2 separate regions of the Rattus norvegicus genome follow, and region 2 is linked to region 1. A link is a contact called in public Hi-C data. All regions are on one chromosome and are shown on one strand. The core of a region is the stretch at or near the end of the contact, and the rest is flanking DNA. Distances in the headings are between cores, read along the strand shown.

The links. A called contact is a pair of places that touch in the nucleus more often than the background predicts.
Region 2: a Hi-C map of frontal cortex shows a contact between it and region 1, with 6 times the contacts expected there. The contact joins two enhancer-like sites. A contact is called at or near these places in 7 of 12 Hi-C or Micro-C datasets (frontal cortex, kidney, liver and 3 more).

What each region holds. Positions count from the first base shown.
Region 1 is chr1:14,138,988-14,144,629 of GRCr8, forward strand. No RefSeq gene overlaps it. Among named protein-coding and RNA genes, the nearest start is that of Cited2, 9.5 kb to the left of the region's middle. Within about 2 kb of position 3,579, at least 15 of the 93 cell types and tissues checked have an H3K27ac peak or open chromatin away from gene starts, as enhancers often do.
Region 2 is chr1:14,657,486-14,663,127 of GRCr8, forward strand. Ect2l (epithelial cell transforming 2 like) reads right to left here. Exons shown (of 21, transcript XR_010058839.1): 2 at 5,603-5,642. Among named protein-coding and RNA genes, the nearest start is that of Ect2l, 17 kb to the right of the region's middle. Within about 2 kb of position 3,401, at least 11 of the 93 cell types and tissues checked have an H3K27ac peak or open chromatin away from gene starts, as enhancers often do.

The DNA of each region.
Region 1 (5,642 bases), core at 2,329-4,828:
TCTTCCCAGGGCACCCCCATTGTGCTCATCGCTAAAGCCTTTTTTTTTTTTTTTTTTTTTTTCTTTCCCCCCCCCCCCCCCCCCCGGAGCTGGGGACCGAACCCAGGGCCTTGCGCTTCCCAGGCAAGCGCTCTACCACTGAGCTAAATCCCCAGCCCCAAGTCTTTCCCTCTCTTCCTTCTCTTCCTTTCACTGTACAACAATGATTTGGTGACACTGGGGGTTGCAGAACTAAGCTGGGAGGGAGTCTGTGTCTATGGGGCCCGCAGCCAAGTAATGTTAGCTGGTACCACCGCTGGATATATAGACAGATGGGGCTGAAGGAGCCCTCTTGGCCCTGAAAGCGGGGTAGAAAACAAAATGTAGGCTGAGAGGAAACTCAAACTAGTATAAAATAACAATATTAGTACTAAAGAAGCTAACTACAACGAAGGAGAGTGACAGCCGTGTGGGTCACGGCTACTTGAGTCTCCTCTCCTTGTGTCTGCCATGGACTGATGTAGAATTTGGCTTTGTAATTTCCTTAAGTTGTTTGACAGCAAGCCAGGGTGGCGGCGCATGCGCGGCGCATGCCTTTAGTCCCAGAACCTGAGAGGCAGAGGCAGGAAGATCTCTGAATTTGAAGCCAGTTTAGTCTACCCGACTTTCTCAAATTTTTTTTCTCGGCTGATGGGGCATGAATTTTAAGATGGCAAGAAAAAACTCTGTTTCGGTTGCACGGGGCCAAATCCAGCAGGTTCCAGGATAGTCAAGGCTACACAGAGAAACTCGGTCTGGAAAAAAACAAAACAAAACATTCAGTTGTCCACAAAGATGGTTGCTATCCGTGTGATGGTGTTGTTAATTCTTGCAACCTGTTGTTTTAGACTTGGTTTTCACCCCCAACTCATAATAATGAGTATTCCCAAGATGTCAAACACACAGAATTAAGTTGTGAAGCCAAATCTTTAGGCTGTCCCTGGCGAGCACCGCCTTGCCGTAGTTGTTTTGCAACACTCTGTGATGAAGGCTGACTAAGATGTCCCTGCCACGGATCTCTCTTCACATGCATGGGTTTGTGACTGCCTTGCCTCTCAGGTTCCTAACATAAAGATCCCGGGGTTCTGAGATCCCTGCCAAACATTGGTTCTTAGAACGAGTCCCACCTAAGTTCGAGCCACCCCTCTAAGAGGTACATCATGAAAGAAAGAAAAAAAAATCCAGTTATCATACAGTTTATGAAAAAGATTTAAATAAATACAATGTTAGTAAAACGAAATAAGGGGAGACTTTTTTTTTTCACGTTTTTATAAGGGGAGGCTTTAAGAGGGCAAGAAACACGCTGTTTAGGCTCCATGGGACCAAATCGGAAAGAACAACCCCAACTGATCTCTTCCTCGACACTGAGTCCCTTGTGGCTGACTTGGTTAAGCACCTACTGCACTACAGAAATTGGAGAAGGCACTTCTCTAATTCAAGGGCCCGGCAACATTGGTATCATTCCAAGGTAAGCTAAGAAAGTTACACTTAGAGAAAAGGTGATTGGCTCGAAGGCATGGGAGGCTGACACGGGACTTGGAGATGGTGCTTACCACAGCACTCCTGAGATAAGCCGAGATGTCTAATCTTAGATGGCACTGACTACAAAATGGTGAACTGAGAGACGGCTCGGGAGGAAAAGCTCTGTATTAGCAGTTCTCAACCTATGAGTCTCAGCCCTTTCATGGGGATCACCTAAGAGCGTCAGAAAACACAGATATTTACACCATGATTCATAATACTAGGAAAATTAAAGTTATAAAGTTATTAAGGTAGGGAATCACTGAAACGTGAAGGACTGTATGAGGGGCTCACATCATTAGATAGGTGTGTCTGCCTGTTCTGTTATACATTTGACCTTTCAGGAATCTCAAGATACGGCTGTACCCATTTCCAGGACCAGTCAAGATATTCTGCTAAAGCAAATGTGATTCTGAAAGGACACACATTGGCTAGTCTAAACCATGTTTCTCAGTTCTGACCTCATTAGAACTCCACGTCAGATCAAAGCAAACCAGTGTTATATGTTGTAATTTTGTTTCTCTTTTTACTGAATTCCATATTGCTGAGTGATGACTTCTTCCCCAGATTAAGCTAATACCTTGGGTCTGCCAATCCTATATAACCCAATGAATAAAAACATCTGTGGTTAAGTTCTCCCAGGTTGAAAAAAAAAAAAAAAAAAAAAAGACCACTTTGTAATTTGCCCCAGTGGCTGATTACAATTATACACGAGTTCTGATTATAAGTTTCAGAATGATATTTGAATGTCAAAATGTGTAAGAAAATGAACCTCTTAAGACACAGGAAATGGCCACACATTTAATATCATCTCTTGGAAGTAGAGGCAGGCAGATCTCTGTGAACTTGAGGCCAGCCTGGTCTACAGAGGTAGGCCCAGGACAGCCAGGGCTACAGAGAGAAGCCTTGTCTCGAGAAAATAAATACAGGAGGTATAACAGTCAGTCTGTGTATACTTAAATGATCTTCCTGGACATATCCAGACTTGTCTGCCCTAAGGGTGAGCCTACCGGCTTTCTTACCGAAATGAACAGTAGACTGGGATTAAAAAACATGGGTCTTACTCTGCAACTAAATAGCCGTGTAATTTAATCACCGCTGCCTCAAGTTTCTCCATCAGCGAAATGAAGATGTTTAATTAATATAACTTGTATTCAAATTCTCATGAAAGAAACATCGGCCCCATCCCTATCGCTTTTCTTTCTGTGGAAAGACGGGCTACGCGAGGAGCTGCGTCAAATCCTATTACGGCATCTCCTTACTTTTCCGTTTCTGAGGTAAGCGGGAGCCTGGCGGTGAGCCACAGACTGGATCCAGCTGGGCGGGCGCTCCGAGAGTTGAAGCCGTCTCTGTAAACATCCCCTACATTGTCGTAATAACATTACGCTGTTGTTGTATGCTGAGATTTACTGGCCTTCAAACAAGTATCCGAACCTTACCAGCCATGAAATATTTCTTGTGCACGACACTTTTAATGCTTCAGGCGACTACAAGACATCCATTGCCGGTACAGTGGTTCCAATTACGTGTGCTAAAATTTCTAACCAACTCTTCATTTCAAGTTCTGCCTCACTCCCTTATATATTAATTTGGTCACTCGGGACTTAGGAGTAGAAAGCATTCAATCGATATTAGGACTCTGATTTCTTCAAACTACTCCTCCTGATGCACGATTTTCATCACCATCACTGTTATTGTTATTTAATCCCTCAGAGAGAGAATCCTATGATTTGATGCTAACTTGGACGAAGCAAAATTGACAACTGTGAGCTTTAAGCAGGAAAGGGCCAACAGTCTGCCTGTTCGTCTAGTTTTCCTTATCTAACTTCCCACCACCATAGGCCTCCATCTATCCTCAGTTACTTGGATAGATGACAGATTGATATGTTAAAACTAGTTGCACAAAAGGAACTGTGGGTAATCGTGCGGGTAACTACCCAGGAAATGACTATTTTGCACACAGAAGTGAGGGTTCTAGTACAAGGACGCATTTCACATACTGGCCACCAGGTGGCGCTAAGGTCCTATCAATTTTATTCGCACTTCCTTCTGAGTGGCTACCAAGACTAGATTGACACTTGCTTCAGCAACTAATCTCCACCGCATTTGCTTTTACTGAACCATAACAGGTTCTGTACGACCTACAGTAAACTTCAAGGCAGGACCAAGTCAAGGATGCCTGCACACACTCTTTCGCTACAGTCCACCAAAATTAGAATTCACAAAAGGTGTCCTTTTCCTAAGGGTCTTTTTCCTTTTTCAAGTCCCCTCCTCCTGTCTTCCTTTCGCTCAAGAGCCAATGGCTCGATTTGATGCCCCGCTAAGAACATTTGTACCTTAAAAGAGAGACTGAAGGAACAGAGGTAGGACTTTGTAAGTATTGGAAGGCTTTTGTGCCTCCCCTTACCTGTTTCTTCTCCCATCCACAAGCCAGCCAGCTCTGAGGTCAGCTTTGCTCCATTGTTCAGTCTTAGATAAGGGTTTTCATTCCTGTTTCACCATCAGCCAATTCTTCTATTACTGGAGGTTCAGGCAGCATCAAGACACTGGGGTTTTTACAGCCCAGATATGCAATGCTGGTCTCCAACCCACCCAAGCATCCTCATCCCAAATCTGCATACCGCTGGCTACACACACACACACACACACACACACACACACACACACGCACGCACACACACACACACACACACACACACCCCGCCACACACACGTTTCTCATATACCTTTAAGCAGAATCTAAGACTGCATTCAAACTCCTCTTCGCCATTAGCAGCCCTCACCATGCTAATTGGCATCTCTGGGAGTTAAATTATCTCCATCTGTTGACTCTCTGTGATTGCTCCTCCCCAAGACTCAAGACTCAGACTTTGCCTCACCGGTGAATGGATCCTGGATGCTACCTTCTTCCCCCGTGGAACTCTTCAACCTTACTCCTGTTTTCCTCATGACACTTGTCGTTTTGTTTTTCCGGTGTTGACAAATCATTTGACATTCTTCTCCTCAGATGGTGGCGTGGTACGGCTTCCACAGACCTGGGGTTTCACTCTCTGCGTTTTCTACCACTGACCTTGCGAGGCTCATTCAGAAAAAGACCACACAGTTCCCTCCCACTCCTCTCAGGGCACACCCCTTTGGAGCCCTGAGTCTCACCACCTTGAGGCTGACACGCTGTGAGTAAGCCAGGTCACATGGAGTTGTTCCTGCCACCCATTCCCACAGACGTTCCCAGTAGATGACCTGTGTCAACCAACATGGCTGCCGGTGCTTCCCATCTCAGTGACGGAATTACCCTCCAACGCTGAGGTTAGACATTATGGAGCAGAGAGGAGTGTGAGCCTCCCCACTTATGACCCACAGATCACAGCGAGCATGGCAAAACCAAAGCTTGTGGAATCAGTTGGTAAATACCAGGAGCAACTTTGCCATTTCTCTTAAAATGGATTTTCTTATCGGAATGGGTTTTTGGTAGCTGGCCTTAATTCAAAATCCAATCTCTCTGTGAACAGGCCTCTTTGGTTTTGTTCATTGCACATCAGCCTGGAAAAATGCTAACACACGGTGGATGCTTAGCCATTATTTATTATTAAATTCACTTATTAGAAGGAGTCAATGATTTTCCCTGTACTGTATTTTAATTCTCTCTGTCTTTAATTCCTGCTGTCTTTGTTCGGAAATTCCTTATTCCTTGCCTACGTGTGGTCTGACCAGATACCGACCACCTACTCAGAAGGTGAGAATGGAAGAGAAAAATTTGGTTCCGTAGCTCAGACCAATGAAATGGATCTGGTTAGCCATGCTTATACCACGGTGATGAGAGAGAGCGGGCAGGCGACACCAAGGCTCGGTGCCTCTCAGAATGAAAGCTAGTATGTGACAGACCAAGAAAATCGTAGGAAAGAGAACAATCTATAGAAACTACAGTTGAGTTGGGACCACAGATGCTAGCTGAAGAGTAGAGGAGTTAGTTAGCTGACATCAACAGACAGTTGGTATCTAAGGGGTCACACTACTCTAAACCCGGGAGAGAAGGGAGACGGGGAAGACGCATCTGTCTTTCACAATACTCCATCTGTTTCGTCCCCATCAGAACCACAGCTCTT
Region 2 (5,642 bases), core at 2,151-4,650, 520 kb after region 1:
AAATAAAATATAAATAAATAAACTTGTGTTTTCTTTATTAGCTTCATCAATCCCTACAAAACATCTCGGCAATGAATGACAATATTTTATATGATTGCTCTAACTGTGTAGAAGGTTGGAGAATGCTCAGAATATGGGTTTTGGAGATAGAAGAGACAAAATGACCCAAACTTCCAGACTCTCTGTCTGTCCATATATGGTAGTTTGAAGTACAGAGGTACAGCTTGTCTCTGAGTATTTCCCGCTCCTTTCTGAGAAAGTTCTGCCTTCTCAGGCTCCAAAGACTTCTCCTTCGTCCATCTGAACTCCTTTGTAAAAATCTAGTCTTAGCAAAGAACATTGCTAAGTCATTTCAGAACAAACCCCAACCCTTGATACCTGATCACCCTGGAAATCCGATCGGCTTCCTGATCCTTCAGTGCCTCAGAGGACGTCTGATCCCCTGGCCTGAGTCCAGCAGGAGCCTGCTAGCTTGGTTTAGACAGAATCCCCTCGCCCCTGAGTTTCCTCGGGGTGATTTTCCATCCACTCTGCTCTGCACCTTGGCTAGAATTTTTACCTTGCCTGTGTTGTCTTCAGTTCAAGTCTCATCCTTCCCTGGCAGCAAAGCCCACAGCAGTGATGGCGCCGCCAAGGTCCTAAAGAGTCTGTCTCATCCTGCTTTGGTGTAACACTATCACTGGCTGATGCTTTCTCCTTAAAACAACTTCCCATTGCCAAGTGCAAACGCTCTCCTTTAGAATGAGTCTCCCGAACTCAAGGTTATGCGGCTGCGCTGGGCGCTAACTTAAGCTGGAAGTTAACGTTGTCTCTGAAAAACTTCATACACAATTTCTCAACAGACTACACCAAGTGAGATTTCCTCCCCTGATCCCTCGAGCCCTCTGCCGCATTTACTCAAAGGAGAGTCTTAGAGTGGGGATGGGTCTTTACTCTTAAGTATACAGGGATGCACACGTTTTCCTGCCCACTCCTAAGTCCATTCTGCTCTGGAAGAGACAAATGACAAGACTCCCATGACCTTCCTTCTTTCGTCAGTCCCTCCCCTCCCCCACCTCTTGAAACCGCAGTTGCATGAATGCCGCCACACCCACCCAAGAAGGCTACAAGTTTAAACTTCTCCAGTTCTGGCAGGAAAGGCCTTTGTAGGAAGGCGGTGCAGCTGTGCAGAGGCAACTTAAAACCGGTCCCACCAGTGCAGCAAGGAGAGCAACTCACAGCCCTCAGAGGCGGCTCCAAGTGTGACAGATACAAACAGCCCAGTGGCCTTCAAAGGTCAATGTAGTCAAGGCCGGGTGGGGTTGGGGGTTGGGGGGAGACAGACACCAGCAGGAACCATGTGACCTGCTAACACATGAGTCCTGGAGAAACTGCATAATGGAGGGGTAAAAACACTTCCTGGTAAAAAACACTGGCCAGAGGGATGGTTGGAGAAGCTAAATCAGTAAAATAAATCAATCAATCGATCAGTCAGTCAATCAATAATCTTAGTTGTTATAAAGTTCCACTTAAAATCATTCTAAAAATTAACAGCGTGGAGTATTAGGGGCTATGTGAATTAAAACAAAGTTATCCGGAAATTATAAAACAAGTCATTAGAGGGGCTGGGGATTTAGCTCAGTGGTAGAGCGCTTACCTAGGAAGCGCAAGGCCCTGGGTTCGGTCCCCAGCTCTGGGGGGGGGGGGGGAGGGGGGGGACCAAAACAAAGTCATTAGAATAAGAGAAAGAATGGGAGTGCAGTTGGGGGGTGGGAGGACAAGGGAACTTGCTGGGGAAAATTGTGACCAGAATATATCATATGAAAAAGATTTTTCTCAACAAAAGAAATAGATTGGAAAACAAACAAACAAAACCAATAGCCTCTGCCATGAGAAAAAGTCCCCATACAGTAGAGTTCACCCAAGAGTTCGAGCAGCTACGTGATGTCTATTTTTCTTATTTATTATGTTTACATTTGGGGGGGAGATTATGGTGTAAGAAGATTCAAAAGAAACACTGAATAAATAAATAAGGTTTGGTAGTTCTGTTCTGTTACAGTCATTCACTCCACTCCTAACTATATACACTCCGTGGCTTTCATTCCTCCCATAGTGAGGATTGAGTCACGCCCTTGACGTTTGAGGCCAGTATTCTACTACGAAGCTCTCTGCTATGAGTTCCTAAGAAGAATAAAAGGCCAGAGCAATGGCCACAGGTACAGGCATTTGCTGACCTCAGTCGCTCGGACCCACTCGATGCGGTAAGACCCCAATTCCCACAAGTTATTGTCCAACTTCCACACTTAGCGTGTTCCTAACCGCCATCCACCACATACACTAAATAAATAACTTTGATGAACACATGAACCCTAGAAACTGGTCTAAAACGGAAAATTAAAGAAAGACAAAATTAGGGAAATAAAAGTTCCCCTTTAGAGACATTTGGATACAGATGTTCAGAGCAGCATGATATGCAACAGCCCAGGGAGGAAACAAATCAAATGTTTACGGGTGACGGTTTGAAATATTACAAGTCCACACAATGGAATACTTTTTAACAAGAAGTGTTAAAGCGTGCTATAAAATGGATAAACCTTGACAAGTTAATACATGAAAAAAGTTATAAAAAAAACCAGCTGTTACTTGGCTCTATTATATATGGAGTCCAGAGGAGGGTAAATTTAGAGAGACAGGAAGTAGACTTGTGTTTGGACACATCTGGAAGGACAGGCGGTAAGGGCGTGGCTCTCATCGACTAGGAGGGCACTCTGGGAATGGTGGAATGTGTTAGCCTATGTGATGACCGCAAAATTCTGCGAATACTCTAAAACCGTTCACTTGAGTCCCTCAGCTACTGTCATTGTACACGAATTATATCTCGACAAGGATATTTTAAGGGAAGCTGACTAATTGTATTAGCTGTTCAAAAAAAAAAAAAAAAAAAAAACCTAGTCGAGCTTCTACATCTAACTAAAATTGAACACAGCTCGAATTGAATCAAGACTACTAGCCCAGAGCGAACCTCTGGAAACAGTTGAGGGCCAGGTAAAAGTCACCCATGTCTGCAAGCCTGAGATGGGGAAGAGCGGGAGTGGGCAGATTGTGTTCGATGACAATCTCTACAAATTAAAGATGACCTCAGAAGGTCAAATCTGGAAACCAGGAGCTCGCACACAGCTAGCTTCCTGTGAAGTCAGCAGCCCAGAGCACGTTAACAGCTGCGCGAACTGTGACTCACTCCCTCACTGATCTCCCTGTGAGAGCGCAGCTGCTGTCAAAGGGAGCGAGGAAAAGCTACACAACAGGTTGGTTCCACATTCTCATTTCACAGAAAGAAGAATTCGGGTGCCAAAGGGTACAATTTCTAGTGACAAAACCAGGTCTACCTTAAGCCGCCTCAAACATACCACAAGATCTCTAATGACCTCCAGTGGTAACAACTGAAACTGCTTGGTTTATGGAGCCCGAGACTAGAATGCACTCCACAATGTGATCATGGATATGAGGTTTGGTCTGCTATTTATTAATTTTTCTAGAAAGCTGGAAAGGAATCCTAGGAAGTGACTACGGTGAAATGTGCCTCCTCTTGCTCTTCAGACACTCACTAAACAGTCTCTGCTGGGCTGTGGAGATGTTTGATGTTTAGAGCACATACAGCTCTTCCAGAAGCTCTGAGTTCAGTTCCCAGCACCTGCACTGCACAGCAGTTTACCAACACCTAAAGCTTCATCTCCCGGGATCAGACATCCTCTTCAGGCCTCCACAGACACCCCCTCCACAGACACACACATGTAAGAATAAGAAAATAAATATTCTTTTTAAAAAAAAGAATCTTCACAATGTCAGGCCCCAAAGGGGATAGGAACTCCACAGGAATATGAACAGAGTCAACTAACCTGGACCCTTGGGGCTCTTAGAGTCTGAACCACCAACCAAAGAACATTCATGGGCGGAACCTAGGCCACCCCACACATATGTAGCAGATGTGCAGCTTGGTCTTCATGTAGGTCCTGAATAAATGGAGGGTAGGGAGGCTATCCCAAAAGCTGTTACCTGTATGTGGGATGTGTTCTTCTAGCTGGGCTGCCTTGTCTGGCCTCAGTGGGAGAGGAAGCACCTAGCCTCACAGAGACTTGAAGTGTGTGTCGGGGGGCAGGGGGAGCATCCGCTCAGAGGAGAAGGGGAAGGGGTGTGGGGGTAGGATTGTAGGAGGGGGTGACCAGGAAGAGGACAATGAGCAGGATGTAAAGTGAATAAGGAAAAAATAAATTAAATTAAAAAGTATCTTCACAATTCATTCAACCCAGTCAGAGAGATGTTTTCTTTTCCAGGGTACCCCACCAGGAAGCCTCAGTGGACAATCTACTGCGAACCCACAGAGGTGGGAGTGAGAGGCCAGTATAGAAGAGAAACAAAACAGAACAAAACTCATCTTGCCATGGCGGGCAGGAGTAGGTGGGAGGAACAGTAGAAGGCAATTTTTGAAGTAAGAGCCACTCTTGATGGTTTATGAACCTTGTATAAGAAATTGAAGGTCAGCCTCTCCTTGAGCTCACAGTGAAAGCAACTATCCCCAGTTGGCTGTGGGACATACCCAGAGTTTCACTAAACAAACAAGAGGAAATAAGCCGCTTCCTAGAGTCCCCTCTGCCGGTGCGACAGAGTTCCAGTTCTCTGTCTACTGGATAAAGAACGTCAGACTATGTACAAAGGAAATATGCCGCTCCGTTATGATTGTTGGCTGAAGACACAGTGATTGTCCCAGACGGACTCAAGGTAACGTTTCTGGAGATGAATCTGGCAAAACCATTCTTATAGAAGCTGCTACTGCCCACCCAGGTTCTTCAGTCAGGTTCAGGCACACCGAGGGGCTTTCTAGAATATTCTGGTTGCACACACATCTTGAATAGCTCCAGTTTCACTCACGAGAGTCCACTGATAGCACTTAGCTGGCTGTTTGATAAGCTACCGGCTGCTCTGATTGTCTCCTGAGTCTGACGTTTGCTCTGCTCACTGGAAAGTATCTGGGAGCAGCTGAAGTATTGCGACTTGCCAATCAGAGAAAACTAATCATCTCTAGAGTAGTAATTCCTGATCAGAACATTAGCTGCCCTGGCTGTGATTTCAACTAACAAATGTCACACTGTCTACGCCAAAGGGCAATGGAAGAATAGGAGAAGGTCAAAACCTGTGGGACGCTATGTGTCTTGTCATAACCCTAAAGGCCACTAGCATTGTCCTTTCTTATGTCTTTTTCGGTTCCATCCAGTACTTAGTAATCATTTATAAAATGTCTACCTATGTACCAGACATTCATCTGGCATAGATTGTCCACCTGATGGCTCCAAAGAGAACCTAGCAGAGCAAGAGAATAGACCAAGCCGCTGACAAGTGTTTGCAGAAATGAAACAGCCTCCCCGTGGTAGGAAGTTGTTGAGCCTCCAAAGCTCTGTTTCAGCCTGGATGAGGAAGCAGGCACCAGGAGAATCTATTCATAAGCCTTAAAATAACAATCGCCTCCATTTTCTCAGGGAAAAGAGAAAACTCCTTAAGGGTTATATAACAGGTTACCATAGTTTGGTGTCATTGGGAATCAATAATTACACCATTATGCTATTTTTACCTTAATTGTGACTTCGAGCTTCGTGAAAGGATCATGAATA